Regions from separate parts of the Danio rerio genome. Here region 2 is linked to region 1. A link is a contact called in public HiChIP or PLAC-seq data. All regions are on one chromosome and are shown on one strand. Each heading gives the region's core, a stretch centred on a gene start, on an enhancer-like site or on the middle of the called end of the contact. The rest is flanking DNA. Distances are from core to core; before and after follow the strand shown.

Region 1 (3,298 bases), core at 367-2,866:
CCGAGAAAAAAAATCGGTTGACAGGTTGACAGGTGTGCCGTATACATTTCTGGAGAGCAATAATTATGTAGCCAGAGCTATGTATGATTGCATTTTGTCTTTAAAATGAACGTATGAGGCGGTATGATGCCGTCGCCGACCTCTGTTTCTTTTTATTATACCGGCTGTCTATTTACCTCAGTGTGGATGGCTTTTCTTCTGTTACCAGTTTGTCCAGTGGCTCGCCGTGTACATCATCAAACTTGAGAGGTCGAGACATTTTAATTGCAACGATGGGGTTCAAGTCTGGGGAAGCAAGGTTCCAGAAAGCAGGTAAAACAAAAACAAAAGCCAAAAAAAATAAAATAAACAACTAAATAATGTGGTGAGAACATGGTGAGATCTGAAAACATGGTAAAAGTTAGGTAGCCGCAAGGGCTTTACTTTTTCTGGATTGCTTTTATAGATACTGTTGGTTGGGTTTAGGCAAGTGGTTGATCGGGTCAATCATTGCTTTTAAAAACACTATTGGTTGGGTTGAGGGAAGTGGTTGATCGGGTCAATCGGTGCTTTTGAAAACACTATCGGTTGAGTTTAGGGAAGGGGTGGGTGGGGTGATTGGTCAGTCGGATGTCTGTCAGTCGACAGTGGCCTCTGGTGGATTGATGCAAAAACAGCAGACACAAATGGCACTCGCGAGAAAAATTTGAGATCTGAAAAAGTGTACACTGCGTATATAGGGATATAAATATCTGTATAGAGGGTTATGAATCAATAATGAGCCTAGGTTGAATAAATGGCCCATATAGAGATTCTTATAGGTAAATAAAATCAATATAAAAAAATCACAATAAAAACAATGCTTAATAATATTTAAATTGCTTATTTTAATTAGTAGTTATTAGTTATTATTATTAGTAGTATCATAATAATAACAAAAACAACAATAATTGTTATTAACATTATACTTTTATATAATTGTGATAGAAACTAAAATATTATTTTATTTATTTGAATTATACTGATAATTGCTGTTGTTATAATAATAATAATATATTTTATATATTATTGTTATTATTATTATTTTAATATTATTCATTCATTCGTTTATTTTCTTTTCGGCTTATTCCCTTTATTTATTTTAATATTAATTTACTGTAATAAATCAAGGCAAAGACAATCAAAACTAAAGAGCCCCAAAACTAAAAAAGTTAGTTATAAAACAGAATCAAATGTTTACTTTCATATTTCTATGCATTGTGCATCAGAAAGCTAAAAATGCCAACACTGTATCCATGCCTGCAGTTGTGCCAGTTCCAGCAATGCAAATCAAAAACTACAACACACAAACCGATGAAAACATGATTCTACATGTGCCAGACTGCCTTGAAGGTCTTGTCCTAATTTAAGTTTTTGCTTGTAGCATTTAACACCTCCTCAGTTAGCATCTCTTTCTTTCCATCCGCTGCACTGTAGCTGTGCCTCACTGCATGGAAACTTTCACCCCCCCATCCTTGACACTCACACACCCACATGCACACAAACACACGACACACAGAGCAGTGGGTGGAAGGGGAGGAGACTGTGTCTGCTAAGGTTGAGCTGTTTACAGTGTGGGTTTATAAAACAGCAGACGAGGGGGGGCGTCTCTACAAAGAGGCAGGAGGAACGGCAGACGAGGATAGAGAGAGTGACGGAGAGGATAGAGAGCGTCTGAGAGAGAGGATCCGCATGCGGGACAGAGGAAGAAAACAGCAGGCAGACGCTGGACAGCTTTTTTTTTGACTTGCACCACAACTGCTACAGCAGAGGAAATGCTTATATGAAGAGAAAAAGTAATTGTGCATAGTAAGCAGAAGCTGTCTTCGCTTGTATTGTAAGTACCAAACATTTATCTCAAAATTACATATATAATTATATGTGTACATATATATATATATATATATATATATATATATATATATATATATATATATAGTAACAAGAGTAGCAATATTAATGTAGTACAGTGATAGTATATTTAAAAAGTAGTACTATAATAAAGTAATATTAAAACTTATCAGAAATAAATGTTTACATACATTGTGTGCATTTACAGTGTGCATTTTATACGTTTACATATATTTTTGTTATCATTAATATTATCATAAACAATTATTAAACACTTGGTACTGTGTATAACAACACACAACACATATTACATCTTAAGAAATCAGCACAATGTCATTTATATTTAACAAACAAGTTTATAAGAGGTCACTGAAGGCATATCTGTCCCTATTTCAGGATAAAAGCTGGAATTGGTGAGTTGCTGCATCTTAGAGTGTCTCGTCATGGATGACTCTAGGGAACCTACTGAATAGATCTCAGCGCTGCATCATGGTTCAGCAAAGAACCCACAAATACTCGTCAGTCATGGACAGCAATTCAAGCAGGGAGGTGTTTGTGGGACTGGCGGCTGAGGACGATGCCGAGGTGTTTGGACATGTACCTTCTAACAAAGACCCCAACTGGTGCAAAACTCCAACTGGGCACATCAAAAGACCAATGAACGCTTTTATGGTCTGGTCTCAGATTGAGAGACGGAAGATCATGGAGCAATGGCCTGATATGCACAATGCAGAGATTTCAAAGCGCCTTGGGAAACGCTGGAAACTACTGCCTGACTATGAGAAGATACCCTTTATCAAAGAGGCCGAAAGACTGCGTCTAAAGCACATGGCTGACTATCCTGACTACAAGTACCGGCCCAGGAAGAAAAGCAAGGGCTCAACCCCTGTCAAACTTGGTGAGAAGTTGCCTATGAAATCCAGCAAGCCCCTTCCAGGAAGATCTTCCGGGCTCTCCTGCAAAGGGCTTAAGATCAAACCTGCTTCTTCAAAGCATAAAATGAACTTTAGTAGCAATAAATACAAGAGCTACAGTGAGAGCATGAGCGACGACGACACCATGGATGTAAACCTAGAAAGTCCAGTGACTCAGCAAGACGATCGCAACACGTCAAGTCACTTTGTCCTTCACCAGCAGGCTACTGTTCAATCTGAGGACCAGCAACCAATTCCTGAGCTCAGAGTGAAAGTGCCCATCTCTCAAACCAGCAGCATCCAGAGTCTCTCCTCGGACAGCGAATGCCAGGCTTTCCCAGAGTCCACGACGAGCGAACCACGAGGGTCCACATCTGGAAGATCTTCCACTCCGACCTCGACCAGCTCCTCCTCTTTGGTGTCGTCAGCATGTTCGGATGAGGAACTGGACGAGGAACTCTTGCATATAATTTCCAACAGTATGCCTATGGACTGTTCCGCTCTGGACAAGGACT
Region 2 (3,225 bases), core at 538-3,037, 150 kb before region 1:
TTCCCCGCTTGTAAAATCGCAAAATAACCATTAACAAGTATTTTTAAATGTCAGCAGCATGCATAACTAAAATATGACATATACATTTTTTTATAAATAGTTAACCAAAAACACAAACCTGCTGTTAACTCAGTCACCCTCGGGCCATCCAAGATGTTGGTATCTTCTTTAGAATATAATTTTTTTTACCTGAAGCTGTGGTCCTTAATGATTAAAAAAAAATTCAAGTCAACAGCTTCCGGCGCTTTTAGATGAATAAAAATATTCTTTAATCTTTAACAGAAGTAGGAAGAAAACTACACCTACATCTAGGATGGCATGTGTGTGTGAGAACAGCACATTTTTATTTTTAGGTGAACTACCCCTTTCATTTTGGTTTATTTTCAAATCCATGAATAACGAGACTCTGTGGATTTGCTTGGATACGTCATCTCCAGGATTTCTGCACTAAGATTATGACATTTTAGACCAATATATTTTCAGTGGATACCTCCCATATGTTTATACTATAAAACATGCAGCATTATTCTAGCCATTATGGAAGAAAAACTTCCTTGTAAAAGCTAAGAAAACCATGCATACAATAACAAATACAGTCTCCACAGAGTTTATACCAGATCTTTATGTTCATCCACTGCATTTATTCTGGCGGTACCTATGTATCAATTTTGCCTATGTATTTCAACCAAGGGTACCACAGTACATCAATATATTGGGCAATTACTACCTTCATTTTTTTGACAGTTCACACTGGAATTCATGGGAGTAGAGGTGAGATATAGGCAAGTCTACAAAAAGAGATAGATGGGCAATTTATTCATTGAAACCACTATCACAGAAACATTCAAGTTATTGATCTGACAATAAAGACTTAGAGAAAACACGACTGGTTAGCAGTTTCAAACCAAAGGTCTACAGATTATTGAGCACATTTATCAACTTGAACAAATACCCACCTTTTTATATGGAGCCTCGAGCATTGCTTCAATGTCCAAATCATCGGCCATGTTGTTGTTGTTGATCTGCAAACGAGGAAAATTGTGTTTTTACAGCTGTTTGAGTGTTAAACTTAATACATAAACAACATTTAACAGTATAGGATATTTAAATGAACCGTATCTCAAAATAGCCCCCAAACTGTACATTGCTGACTTCGCAGACACGCGTGACTGGACGGGGTCATAAAACGCACGCTTAACGTTAGCTTCCTGGCTAATTGTTTTTCTCATAGCCAGTCGATATCAAACCAGTTATTTGTCGTATTTTGAAATAGTTGGTGCATTACTAGCAAATATACCAAACATATGTGAACTGTTAGATGTTTTTTTGTCAACATTTAGGTAGGGAATTTTAAAGCTTGCTTTGTTAGCTTGCGAGCTAACAGGCTGAAGTCGTCTCGTTATAGCAAACAAACGGAAAGTACCATCTTTTAATATTGAAAATACAATGATAGGATTTCAATACATAACTTTTCCACACAACACCTACAATAACGTTTCTCCAAACAGCCACTAATAGTTGGCCCTTTCGCCTTACCTTAAAACGTTTACACTGCGGCCTACAGAGCGTCACAGTCTTGGCTCCACAAACGAGCGGTAAATCCCGGATCTACGGTCCGTTTCAGCTACAGTTGCAACCCTGGTCGATTGATTCGAATCCACGCAAACCTAAAAAACACAATTATATTAAGCCAAAACTTTGTCGTTTCAATTAATACTAGTCACAATGTGTGCGTTGCGGTTATAAACGACGAACTGACTGGCGGCAAACAATCCCTGCGCGTGCACGTCTCGTCTTGTTGCATAAGAAGAGTAACGCGCGAGCCCGAGAGTCCAGCAGAGGGAGCTCGTGTTTAACACACTGAAAGCGGAAAAACCGAGAAGCCCCTGTCTGCAGCCTGCAGAAATGGGCGGAGATGAATGTGGGGCGGGGCTGCACATTCAGCCACGCCCACCTGTAATTTCATTGGTTAGTGGAAACGAATAGCGTGAATGCCCACTACGTGATGTCAGTAAACAGGAAATGCATTTTCAACTTCTTAAATATTGTTTTTATTGTTAATAAACACAAAAATACACAAAAGTGGTCATTCTTGCTGAGTGTTTTATATGTTAATTATGTTAACAGTTATGTGAATTTCATAATGGTATTTCTCCTGCTAAAAAATATTACAAAAGACTCAAAAGACTCTTTTCACAATGGTGTCACTTAAGAAATGCAGTGATTTTAATTCTGATATTTTAATGGTTTATTATTTTGCTTCAAAATGCTATTGCATATTGCATATTTACAACAAATAAAGACAGAGTCTGAAAAAATCAATAAATAAAAATGCAGTGTTTTAGTTCAGTTTAATTTTTTTTACCTTTGAATGGGAGAGATCTCTGGAAAATTTACAATTGAAAATATTAAAATTATACTTTGATTTAAGGCTATTCAAAATATTGGCCATGTGTCCAATTGTTTCTCTTTTAATACTGCACTGCTTTGAGTTTTATTAAGAGCAGGGATAAGATATTATTTATTAAGGGAAGTATATGTTTGTAACCTTTTTACTTATTAAATCAGATTATTTCATCATATAATGGATTTATTTTTACTTTTATGCTGCTATGAATATAAACGTATATTATCTGTTATATGTAAATGTTCCAGCATGATTAAATTGTTTTATTTTTTTTTCATATTACATGGTGTGTCATCTATGGATGCAATCAATTTTATTATTTATTATTTACTAATCCATTAAAGTTTTGTTCAGTTTCTCCATTTGAATGAAGACAGTGCTCTGCTGCTACCTACTGGGTGGTTTTAATATCTGTTCTACATTTTAATTAGTAAGTTACAAATAATTTTATAATCTAATATTACTGAATTAAAATGCAGTCTTCTTGGTTTTATTTTTGTAATATTTGTAGATACAGGGTAAATACTTTAATACCACTTTCTAACAACCCTTCTGGATCCATTTCTTCACTGTAGATCTTTAAAAATATTTTTTGTAATGATTTTGTTTGGTTATTAAGAGTCACATACAACATTGTTATTCTATTTCATTTAATTAGAATATTAAATACACTTAATATTATATTAATAGGGTGGCAAAAATGGACAGTTTTATTTATTACTTATCTATTAGGACACAAATTAAAGAAAATAAATTTGACATTAATAAGTGCAGCACTCGTGTAAACTTCTAAATTTTTAATTTGACAAATGCTGATA

The links. HiChIP or PLAC-seq counts read pairs in DNA pulled down with a chosen protein or histone mark.
Region 2: an H3K4me3 HiChIP or PLAC-seq map of gastrula embryo shows a contact between it and region 1, with 4 times the contacts expected there. The contact joins the promoter of rbm39a here to the promoter of sox12 in region 1. A contact is called at or near these places in 2 of 4 datasets of contacts at active chromatin or transcription factors (embryo and gastrula embryo).

What each region holds. Positions count from the first base shown.
Region 1 is chr11:26,241,093-26,244,390 of GRCz12tu, reverse strand. It overlaps sox12 (SRY-box transcription factor 12), which reads left to right and starts at 1,616. Exons shown (of 2, transcript NM_001030278.2): 1 at 1,616-1,855; 2 at 2,266-3,298. The coding sequence starts at 2,317. It also overlaps a transcript of pnp4a not described here.
Region 2 is chr11:26,395,372-26,398,596 of GRCz12tu, reverse strand. It overlaps rbm39a (RNA binding motif protein 39a), which reads right to left and starts at 1,787. Exons shown (of 16, transcript NM_001012304.1): 1 at 1,537-1,787; 2 at 957-1,022. The coding sequence starts at 1,007.